Linked DNA regions of Macaca mulatta: region 2 is linked to region 1. A link is a contact called in public Hi-C data. All regions are on one chromosome and are shown on one strand. Each heading gives the region's core, a stretch centred on a gene start, on an enhancer-like site or on the middle of the called end of the contact. The rest is flanking DNA. Distances are from core to core; before and after follow the strand shown.

What was found. A called contact is a pair of places that touch in the nucleus more often than the background predicts.
Region 2: a Hi-C map of blood shows a contact between it and region 1, with 3 times the contacts expected there. The contact joins the promoter of OSGEPL1 here to the promoter of ANKAR in region 1. A contact is called at or near these places in 4 of 14 Hi-C or Micro-C datasets (CD4 T cells, blood, fetal cortex germinal zone and 1 more).

Annotation. Positions count from the first base shown.
Region 1 is chr12:94,660,600-94,666,220 of T2T-MMU8v2.0, forward strand. ANKAR (ankyrin and armadillo repeat containing) reads left to right here and starts at 4,304. Exons shown (of 23, transcript XM_015110530.3): 1 at 4,304-4,598. It overlaps ASNSD1 (asparagine synthetase domain containing 1), which reads left to right. Exons shown (of 6, transcript NM_001194770.3): 6 at 174-569. The coding sequence ends at 459.
Region 2 is chr12:94,754,275-94,759,859 of T2T-MMU8v2.0, forward strand. It overlaps OSGEPL1 (O-sialoglycoprotein endopeptidase like 1), which reads right to left and starts at 3,464. Exons shown (of 8, transcript NM_001261190.1): 1 at 3,451-3,464; 2 at 2,163-2,403. The coding sequence starts at 2,383. LOC144333435 (a long non-coding RNA gene) reads left to right here and starts at 3,546. Exons shown (of 2, transcript XR_013402081.1): 1 at 3,546-3,759.

The DNA of each region.
Region 1 (5,621 bases), core at 3,054-5,553:
TTCTGGACACAGTAAGCCCTAATGTATTTATTGAGACTTAGACTGTTTTGTAGTATATGTCATGTGTTATGAAACACTTAGTTTGATTACATTTTAGCTATAAAACTGTATAAATCAAAGCAGGTTGATTTTATTTTTACATAGTGGTTATATTATTTATCTGTTTATTTTAGATTTCCTTTCCTGGATGAAAATGTTGTCTCCTTTCTAAATTCTCTACCAATTTGGGAAAAAGCAAACTTGACTTTACCCCGAGGGATTGGTGAAAAACTACTTTTACGCCTTGCAGCTGTGGAACTTGGTCTTACAGCCTCTGCTCTTCTGCCCAAACGGGCCATGCAATTTGGATCAAGAATTGCAAAAATGGAAAAAAATAATGAAAAGGCATCTGATAAATGTGGACGGCTCCAAATCATTTCCTTAGAAAATCTTTCTATTGAAAAGGAGACTAAATTGTAATGTGATTCACAGTGTAACAATATAAAAATACGTTTTTATATAATTACTTATATAAAAGTAAGATACTCTGCTGCTTTATTATTGTATAATAATAGTAGTTTTAAAGTTCATTTGGTTGAATTTTCATTTTTTCCTGTTACAGAACTCCTAAAACCATGGAATTTCCTTAGTGATAGGGAGTATCTTTTGTTATTCGTAATAAGCCCCTTTTGATCACACCTGAGTTTATGCTAATGCGGTGACTTAGAGTGAGGTCTCTAAATAGCCTTTAATACTTGCAGCTTGGGAGGTCAAAGCTTGGGAGGCCAAAGCAGAGGGATCTCTTAAGTCCAGGAGTTTGAGACCAGCCTGGGCAACATGATGAAACCCCATGTCTACTAAAAAAAAAAAAAAAAAGGCCAGAAAATGAACTGGGCATGGAAGCATGTGCCTCCCTACTCGGGAGGCAGAGGTGGGAGGATCACTTGAACCCAGGAAGTGGAGGCTGCAGTGAGGCTAGGATCACACCGCTGCACTCCAGCCTGGGTGACAGTGAAACCCTGTCTCTAAAAAAATAAATAAATAAATAATAAAAATCAAGAGATTAGAAAAGTTGGAATTTCATCCCTACCCACCCACCTCTGGGAGGGAGAGTGTTGCTGAAGGTTAAGGTCTATTAAACTCTATAAAAACTGTGGAACAAGATTTGATGAGCCTCTGGTTTGCTGAACATGTGGAGGTGCTGGGAGTGTGGCATGCCCAGAGAGGACATGGAGGCTCCCTCTCACTGTAATATTTTTTGAATACTTTGCCTTATGCATCTCTTCAATTTGGCTGTGCTGAGATGTATCCTATATCATAAGCCAGTAACATAAGTATTTCTATGAGTGCTGTGAGTCATTCTAGCAAATTATCAAACCTGAATAGGGGGTCATGAAAACACCCAATTTATGTAGCTGGTTAATCAGAAGTACCAGAGATCCAGACTTGAAATTGCCATCTAAAGTAGAGACACCTTTGGCACTGAGCCCTTAAGTTGAAGGATCTGACACTAACTCCAGGAAGATAGAGGCAGGTTTAAACTGTAGGATACCCAGCTGGTATTCAGAGAGCTGGAGAATTGCTTGGTGTAGAAAAAATCCACACATCTGATGTCAGAAGTGTTGTGTGAGAGGGAAGAGAAAGTTTGTTTTCCCAGACTCACTCTCTTTGATAGTTCCATCCAGAAATGATTCAGTTCCCTCTCCTCAGGGACCGTGGTTTAGACAGGGTCGTGTTTCACAGATGAAAGAACTACAGGTTTAAAGAAGTTAAACAATTTGCTTGAGGTTCATCCTCCTGAACAGTACTTGTTACTTCTATTACATCTCTTTAGGCAGGTCATTTTCCCACCCCAATAACTTTTTAAGATTACAGTTGACCCCTGAACAGCACATTGGAACTGTGCAGTTCCACTTATATGTGGATTTTCTTCTGCCTCTGCCACCCCTGAGACAGCAAAACCAGCCCTTCCTCCTCCTCCTCAGCCTAGTCAACCTGAAGACAAGGATGAATACGTCTTCCTCTATTTACCATGTCTTGCCTCTCATCCACAGTCACTCTCCCCACCTTTTTGTCTATTCACTCCAACCTGACATCCACCCATATTACTCAACTGTTAACTGCCATACCAGTGTCACTGTGAAATCTGTCCATTAGGGTTGACACTGTTTCTGGATCTGGCCACCCTTTGATTCTTTAATCATAGTAGCAAAGAAATTTTATGATCCTGACAAACAGGTCAGTAACCTGGCAAGGGCTTTCACATGCCCCGAATTTATTCCCTGGAAGATGCAATGTTCAACCCAAATTTAGATACTACCTACATAGCTTTCACCCCTCAATCTGGAAGCAGACAACTTCAAGTGTCTGTGTGGACCTGAGCACTAAATTGACATTGCTTATATTGGGAGTAGATGAACTTAAGAGGTTTGCCCCACGGCTTAGAATTGAATATTATAACAAAAATACAGTTCAATACTGAAAATAGCTATGACTTAATAATGCTATATTCCAGGGGCTACTCTATTCTATGAGATTTAAATGTATTAATCAGTCAAATTTTTATAAGGAATTTCCAGGTCATCTGCTCCAGAAGGATACTTGTGAGAGAGACAGAGAGAGAGAGAGGATATACATGCATGTGTATGAATACCAAGAGGGCCTGGGTATTTACAACCTTCTGCTATTCAATCTCATTAGCTCTGGGATGGAGTCCTGTGTTGATCCTTTAAAAAAGGAGACAACTCTTTACCAAGATTTGGGACACATGGAACAAACCATTTGTCTACCTGGGGGTGGGGGGAAATCCTTGAAGTAGGAGAATGTACATATATGGTTCATATTAAGTGCAAACATTCACATCTCTGTAAAAAAAAAAAAAAAAAAAAAAGCCCTGGAATAGTCCTCTTAAATTAATATTTATTTCCATGGTAGCTAAAATAATGACTTGATTACTGGAAGAGAAATTCTGCCCCAAACAGTCACCAAGAACTTCCATGTTGCTACATTCAGTGGAAGAGTTTGTTCTCGTCTCCCCTGACCGAGCAGCAGCATCCAATAAAGTTGGCCATTCCTTTTTTTTTTTTCCCCACACACTTCTTCGGCTTCTGTGACCAATTTTGGTTTTCCTCCTGCCTTCTTGGCTGTTCTTTCATTGTCTTCTTTGCTGATTCCACTCTCTCTACCTGACCTTTAAATGTTAAATTTCTCGGGTCTCTAATCCTTGGTTCTCAACTCCTCATTCTGTACGCTCTCCCTTGGTGATTTCAACCCCACCCCTGGCTTCAATTACTATAAACCTGCCAAAATTTATACGTCTAACCGTTACTGCCATTCTTAGCCCAGAACTGTTTATCTAAAGCATATCTCACATCTCAGTTTCTCTCACAGGTATTTCAAGGTCAATTATGTACACAACTGAACTCTTAATCTTGCCCTGATATCCTGTTGCTCCTGACAAAAATGTGGCTCTCACTTGGACACAACCTTCTTTTTCAACATATCCCCATTCAATCTGTCACCAACAGGCAACCTCATTATTTTTCAAATCTGTCCACAGTCCCTGAGCCCCACCTCCACTGCCACTACTCTAGGCTAATCCTTTGGGATGAAATTCAAAATCATTACTCAGCAGCCTGCATGATCTGTCGATCGCGCACCTCTGCAGCTCGGTTTGTGCCCCCATCTCTCTTGTTCCCTAAGCAGGGTTTTGCTCGGTTTCTCAATCATTTCAACTTTGTTCTCACTTCATTTCTTTCTCTCCTGCTGTTCCCTGTTCCTGAAAAGCTACTTGTCCAGTTCTTTGCTTGGGTAGCTCTTTTTCATTTTCTAGGCCCGGAGGGGGAAAGGGCACTTCCTCAGGCAGCCTTTCCGAGCCCTGAGCTAGGTTAGCTTTCATTCGAGTGCTGTCATTCCATCTAATATTGGCACACTGTTAAATATAGCTGCGAGATGATCTGTTCAACTGTAAGCTTCTTGGGGTTTCGTGTCTGCCCTGTTTTCTAAGGTTTCCAGTGCCTGACTCATAATAGGTGTTCCATAAATGCTTGTTGAATGAAAGAATGATGATGGAGGTGGCATTCCAACTCGGGACTGCCTCAACGCCCGGCGCTTTCTCCTCTGCCACTCTGTTTTGGTGTTTTAGCAGAGGCAGATAGTGAGGGCGGCACAGTGCCCACGGCATGCGGCTGGACTGAGCGCTAAAGCGGGCTTGGGAAGATGAGCACGCGGCGGGTCTGAGCCAGCCAAGTGGCCGGGCGCCGCCTGGGGGGCGCTGGTGCTGCTGCGGGATGCACCAGGCCTAGTCGCCCGCAAGCTCCGCCTCAGGAGCGGCCCCGCCACCCCACGACCCGGAGGACCAACCGCTTCGACCCGCGCCCGGGCGGCGGCAGTGTTGGCCGGCGCGGCGAGGAGGGCCGGGCAGACACGGTGGGGCGAAAAGCCCTGAAAGTTCCTCTCAGTTCCTTCCGGTGCGCCTCCCGCTGGCCCATGCAGGGGCCCTGAGGGCGGATTCAAGGCCCCGCAAGAAGTCATCTAAGGCGGCGACGACTGTTCCCAGCCCCACTGGAACGGCGCGGACGCAGCGCCCCTCTCTCGGACAAGAAAACAGTCATTCTAGAGTAGGTTCCTCCCCTTTCCTTGTTCTATCCCCTTTCCCGTGCCCATGGCTGACGCGAGCTGCTTTTAGACGTGGGTCTGGGCTTGAGTATGGACAGACGTGGGTTCTGTTTCTGAAAGGCGTAAAACCTCAGACATGTCCTGCAACCTCCTGGTCTCCGTTTCTGCCTCTATAAAGTGGGCATAACAAGGTCTGACTCACTCACCTGGGGTCTCAGGTGTGGCGCCCAAACAATCAGTATCGGCATTTCCTGTAACTTTACTAAAATGCATATTTCCTGGCCCCACTACAGCTCATTGAATCAGAAACTCAGTGGTGGGTTTCAGTGATTTGTATTTGAACAAGCCCCAGGTGATTTTGATACAAGCTAAATTTTGAGAACCACTATATAATAGAGACCAATCAGATGAAATAAATAAAACCATTCTATAGTAAAGAGCCTGACATATAGTAGATGCTCAATAAATAGTAGTTGTGGTTATTATTATTTAAGGAATAGAGAGGCATTCATTGGCACAGAAATTGAAGGTTAAGCAGATGCTGCTTTCCTTTTCTTTTTCTTCTTTTTTGAGACAGTGTTTCACACTTGTTGCCCACGCTAGAGTGCAATGGCGCGATCTTGGCTCACTGTAACCTCTGCCTCCCAGGTTCAAGTGATTCTCCTGTCTCAGCCTCCCTGAGTAGCTGGGATTACAGGCATAACACCACGTTTGGCTAATTTTGTATTTTTAGTAGAGACGGGGTTTCTCCATGTTTGTCAGGCTGGTCTCGAACTCCTGACCTCAGGTGATCTGCCTGCCTCGGCCTCCCAAAATGCTGGGATTACTTGCGTGTGCCACCGCGCCCTGCCCTTTCCTTTTCTTTCATGCAGGTCATTATAGTCTTGCTTTAAAAAACTGAAAACAAAATAAATATCCATATGGTTTGGATATTTATCCCCGCCAAATCTCATGTTAAAATAGATTCCCCAATGTTGGAGGTAGGGCTTGTTGTGGGGTGTTTGGATTATGGGGGCGGATCCCTC
Region 2 (5,585 bases), core at 2,214-4,713, 93 kb after region 1:
TAAACCTCTTTTCTTTATAAATTACCCAGTCTCAGGTATTTCTTTATAGCAATGCAAGAATGAACTAACACAGCCAGTTTATAATATTCTTTCCATCTCCATTCACTGAAGGCCTAACGAAAGGCCACTGAACACCTGTGATGTGTCAAACATTGTGTTGGGCACTAGGTATAGCATAGTGATTAATATAGACATGGCCCCTGTCACCATGGCACTTAGACTCTACTGCGATGATACATACACAAGCAAATGTATAAATTGTGAAAATATTACAAAGAAAACATGCAGGATATGATGATACAGAATAAACAGGATGGGAGTACCTAATTTAGATAAAGTGGTCAGGGTAGTCCTTTCTGTGCCATTAACGTTTACATGTTCAAAAGTTCAGTGCACTCAGGAAAAACTGAAAGGACTGTGAAGGCACGGTAATACTAGTTACTGTCTGCACCACTTGTTTTACCTTATGCTGCCTTGCACTATTAATTTTCCTTGTAGGTCTAGACATCATGTCTCCATAATCAAGTTAAGCTTCCTGAAACCAAGGACTTTGCAGTACTTCACAGTGCCTTACTAATATCCAACACAGTCCCTTTCACATAGTTATTGTTTGAGGCTTAATCTGCCTCTTTACATATATCATTTCTAACGCCACCCTCCCGTAATTCTATAAGGCAGATGTTATTTTATTTACTTATTATTATTTTTTGAGACAGAGTCTCCCTCTGTCACCCAGGCTGAAGTCCAGTGGTGTGATCTCGGCTCACTGCAAGCTCCGCCTCCCGGGTTCATGCCATTCTCCTGCCTCAGCCTCCTGAGTAGCTGGGACTACAGGCGCCCACCACCACGCCCAACTAATTTTTTTTTTGTATTTTTAGTAGAGACGGGGCTTCACCATGTTAGCCAGGATGGTCTCAATCTCCTGACCTCGTGATTGCCCGCCTTAGCCTCCCAAAGTGCTGGGATTACAGGCGTGAGCCACTGCGCCCAGCCAATTTTCCTATTTTACTGATGTGAAAACAGAATCAGAGAGGATATGGAACTTGCCTACAGTTACAGAGCCAATACCAAGTGCTTAATTCAGGATTCAAATACAGGACTGTCATTCCAAAATACCAGGCTTTTTCACTATTCAGATGTTGTCAATTGATAGCTTAAAGGCATACTCATCTGTAGAGTATTTTAATATATTTTAAATTAGCTACTAATTTTAAAAATCTGGAAATACAACATTAAAAATCTGGATTTCCGGCCAGGCGCAGTGGCTCACGCCTGTAATCCCCACACTTTGGGAGGCTGAGGCAGGTGGATCACGAGGTCAGGAGATCGAGACCATCATGGCCAACATGGTGAAACCCTGTCTCTACTAAAATACAAAAAAATTAGCTGGGCGTGGTGATGCGCGCAGGTAGTCCCAGCTACTTGGGAGGCTGAGACGGGAATCGCTTGAACGCGGGAGCCGGAGGTTGCAGTGAGCTGAGATCATGCCACTGTACTCCAGCCTGGTGACAGAGTGAGACTCTGTCTTACACACACACAAAAAATCTGGATTTCCATTTTCTCTTGAAAACTGTAATAATCTAATAACACAGGTCCTGCATTCCCGCATGACAACTGGCTAGAGCTGAGTGGTGACTTCCTCCAGACATTTTCCACTTTTTATCTTGTCCATTTATTGAGGTAACCTGCCTGGTGGTCCTCCACAAACATCTCAGTTTACAATCCTTGCACCATTCTATGCTTTAATACAACAGTGTATTATTATTTATTTAAGTACTAACACAATTTATATGTATAAATATGAACAGGATTTTTTTTTTCAATGACTAACACAGTTTTCCTAGGACTTCAGCTGAGACCATGAAACATAGAAGTGGAGAAAAGAAGGAATGCATTACTGAAGGAAAATCATCGATAAATACTGAAGCTGGGAATGAGCTCAGTATCTTTTGGCAACAGGATTAGTTAAGGTTGGGACCTTATTGTGAAGACCCTTAAAAGCCAAGATGAGGTGTTTGAGGTTTTCTAAATAGCAGTTATTAAAAGTGTTTGCAAAAAGGAATAAGACAGCAGCTCCTGAAAACTTTTATATATGACAAATACAAAAGAATGATTTTACTTTTTCCAAAAAAGTGGAAATGACTAAGATAATGTCTACTTACTTTAAATGAACTTCAGTTTGGGAATGTATTGCTTCTCCCAACACATTTCCAGTTTCATCCACCACAGCAGCTGCTGTATCATCACAACTGGTTTCAATTCCCAATACTATTTTGTGAAGAAATAGTGTTCCAGGATGAAAATTAAAACTTCTTAAAAATTCATAAACTTTCCTTTTTGATGGTTTAAAAAAAACTCCTGCTGTCTTATTCAAGATTAGCATACTGACTCTATAGATAATTCCTGAAACAGAATTACAGAAACAACTTATTATTTGCATCTGACATTAGCCAGCTTATTTTTCAATATATAATTTTATAGAATTACAGGACAGTTTGTAAAAACTCACCAAAATTTTGTAAAGGCTATAGCAACATGTGAATATAAATAATATTATGAATGAATATAATATTCTCCAAGGGGGAAAACGGGTCAGATATAAAATTTTTTAGTATTATTATTACTTGCATGCTGTTCCTACCAAAAGACTTATTATTAAGACAGCTAATATACAGTACGATAATATACAGTATGACAGCTAATATACAGTACGAGTCCTCTGAAAAGTGCTATTTATTTTCTGACAGCTAAAATTAAGACAAAATATGGATTTTTCTAACAAGAATCAAACAACAAAGGCAGATGGAACAGATAAAAATACTGTTAATGTATTCTATTTCCTAAAAACACCTTTCAAAATAAAACTGGATCATTTGGTTCAAAAACAAGAGTTAACATAAACACACACACCAACTGCAACCTAACACCTATTTTATCCTTAATTACAATCTTTGAAATTAAATCTCCACTTTTTGCTATAGGTTTTGTCATAACAAGGATCTTCCCAAATCCTTTTCCCCCAAAATAATAGCAGCCCATCACTAAAGCACACTAGTATTTTCACACTGCGAAGTACCTAATTTCATGCCCCCATATCATCCGTTATAAAACTTTCTGGGTGTTAAAGCAGGTTCTTTCTCCACCACACTAAAGGGACACAGGGCATCCTAGGGATTAGAGATGAGCGACCTATTTGCAGAGGGCAGTTGCGGCAAGTGCAGCCCAGACAGACACAACGTGGAGGAATTAGATGTGCATTAACAAAATCTGGACAGGGAGGATTGTGCGAAGCACTACCCTTTCGGGCCAAGAAAGCTGCAGTGTGAACCCACGTGACTTGGGTAGCGCTGGTCTCCGGTAGGCTCTAAGGCGGCGAAGGGCGCAAACTGGAACCGCTTTTCCAGATGCGCAAAAGCGTCAGTGGGGTGAAGAGTGAGCAATTTCACCCACCTTCCTTTTGGGCGGTAGTAGCCAGCACTTGTCTCCTTTCCCTAGTAAAGACTGTCGACTGCCCTTATTGCTGCAGGAGAAAACCCGAACCTGGCGCCCGGAAGTGATGTCATCGACACCGTGCAAGGTCCCTTCCAGAGCTAGCTGCTGTTTCACTGGAGAGCCGCACGCTTAGTGAAGAAAAGCTTAAAGGCCGTCTTTGCTCGAAACGCTCTCTGTGCGCGCCCGCATTTCCCCCCAGATTTGCAGGTGATGAGAGTTCTGTAAAATTACACAGCTAGTGACTGATCCAGCGGAGACCGAATACAGGTTTGTCTGACTACACAACATCAAGTTCCAAACACTAAGCTACATTAAAAAGTAATTTTTTTTTTTTTGCCCTTGGCTGGAATTTGGTTGCTACTGTGAGAAAAGGATGGGGTAGATTATTCGTCATTCTATTTTTAAGGGAATTATCACCAAATCTAAAGGTAGGGGTGAGGTACCTGATACTTGTATCGGAGAAATAGGATGGAATCTAGCGGCGCCCCCTAGCAGGAGTCCCAGAGAACGGAAGTGTTTCTGGTCGGACAGTGTAAACCGTTTCTCCCACTTCACTAGGAAGAAAGGGACTGGCTTATTTTTACAATTAAAACAAAACAAAACTCGGGAGACTGAGGCAGGAGAACTGCTTGAACTGGGACCCGGGAGGCGGAGGTAGCAGTAAGCCGAGATCGCGCCACTGCACTCTAGCCTGATCTACAGAGGGAGACTGTCTCAAAAAAAAAAAAAAAAAAAAAAAAAAAAGGCTGTGGTAAATATTCAGTTGCCTTAAAAAATCCTATTTTCATAATGCATTTTATTGTCCTTGCTTACTATGTACACGAAATTCAGCATGGTATGTTTTCAGAGTCTTGCACCTGCTTTTTCTTTTTTTTTCTTTTATTGGTTTGTGAACTTTGTTTTGAACATTGTTTGAACAGATTTAGTTCAAGAGTCAGTCTTCTCCCACGCTGGTATTTAAGATTTTAGTAAGCAAGGACCTTAGAATCCACTGTTGTACAGGGCTGGCATATATACCTGCACTTTGCACGTTGTGAAGCTCTGGGTATAAAAGATGAGTAAATCCCATAACAACATGTTGGGAAGCCAGAGTACAGTCTAGAGGTAGATACAGATAAATAAGTAAATAATTGCCAGAATATGGTTGAGGTTTTTTAGTTGGAATTTGTGTTTTTCAAAAATTTCATTTATGTATAACAATAACAATAATGATAAAGTGGCACTATGTACCAGGCACCTGTTGTAGATTAATTTCTTTCACAATCCCATGAAGTAGTCTCTGTCCTCATTTTACAGGCAACTGGGCCACAGATTTTGGGTGCTTTGGAGGTCACACAACTAGGAAAAGCAAAGCTAGGATTAGAAGTCAGGCCATCTGGCACTGGAGTCTGTTTTCTTAACTGCTAGAAGAGAAAATAACTCACATTTTCTCTAGGGTGCACTGTTGGCCTAAAAAAGGAAAAAAAGAAAAATTAAAACCTAAAGGTTAAGAAAAATTAGTCATACTGTTAGAGGGGTCAGAGGTTATTTCTGTTATACACTGGAATCCAGTTTGAACATAAAACCTTTCACATCAGGTATTATTTTTCTTACAATTCCAATTATGTTCAGCAGGTGTATCCCAATGCTCTTCTGTGCTGTCAAGACAAGCAAGATCCTGTGTGTGCTATCATTGGTAGATTCCTCATCTAGGCACTCTTGGCCAGTGTTGAGTCCAAATGCTGTATTATGTGAAACAGGAGAACTCTAGGGCACATTAGTAAGGAATTTTATCTTTCCCTTGACCAAATATATGTGAAGTGGCACTTATACAAGTCCCATGTATTTAGCAAAGGTGTACATTTTGTATGTTCTTATTGTAACATAGGAGAGGGTTATTGGGGGAAAGGCATGTATGCTGAGTCCTGTCTGTACTTTTATGCAGATACAGCTAGAATGCCACTCATGGGCATTCTCAACAAATATGGCCTATGTAAGCTTAACATAAATCAAGAGTTCCAGCTGTATCTAGATATGCTTATTTTGTCTCAGATACTGTGTGTCTAACTTTCCATTTGTAGCCTTCAGAGGAAAATTGTATTATTAATACATAT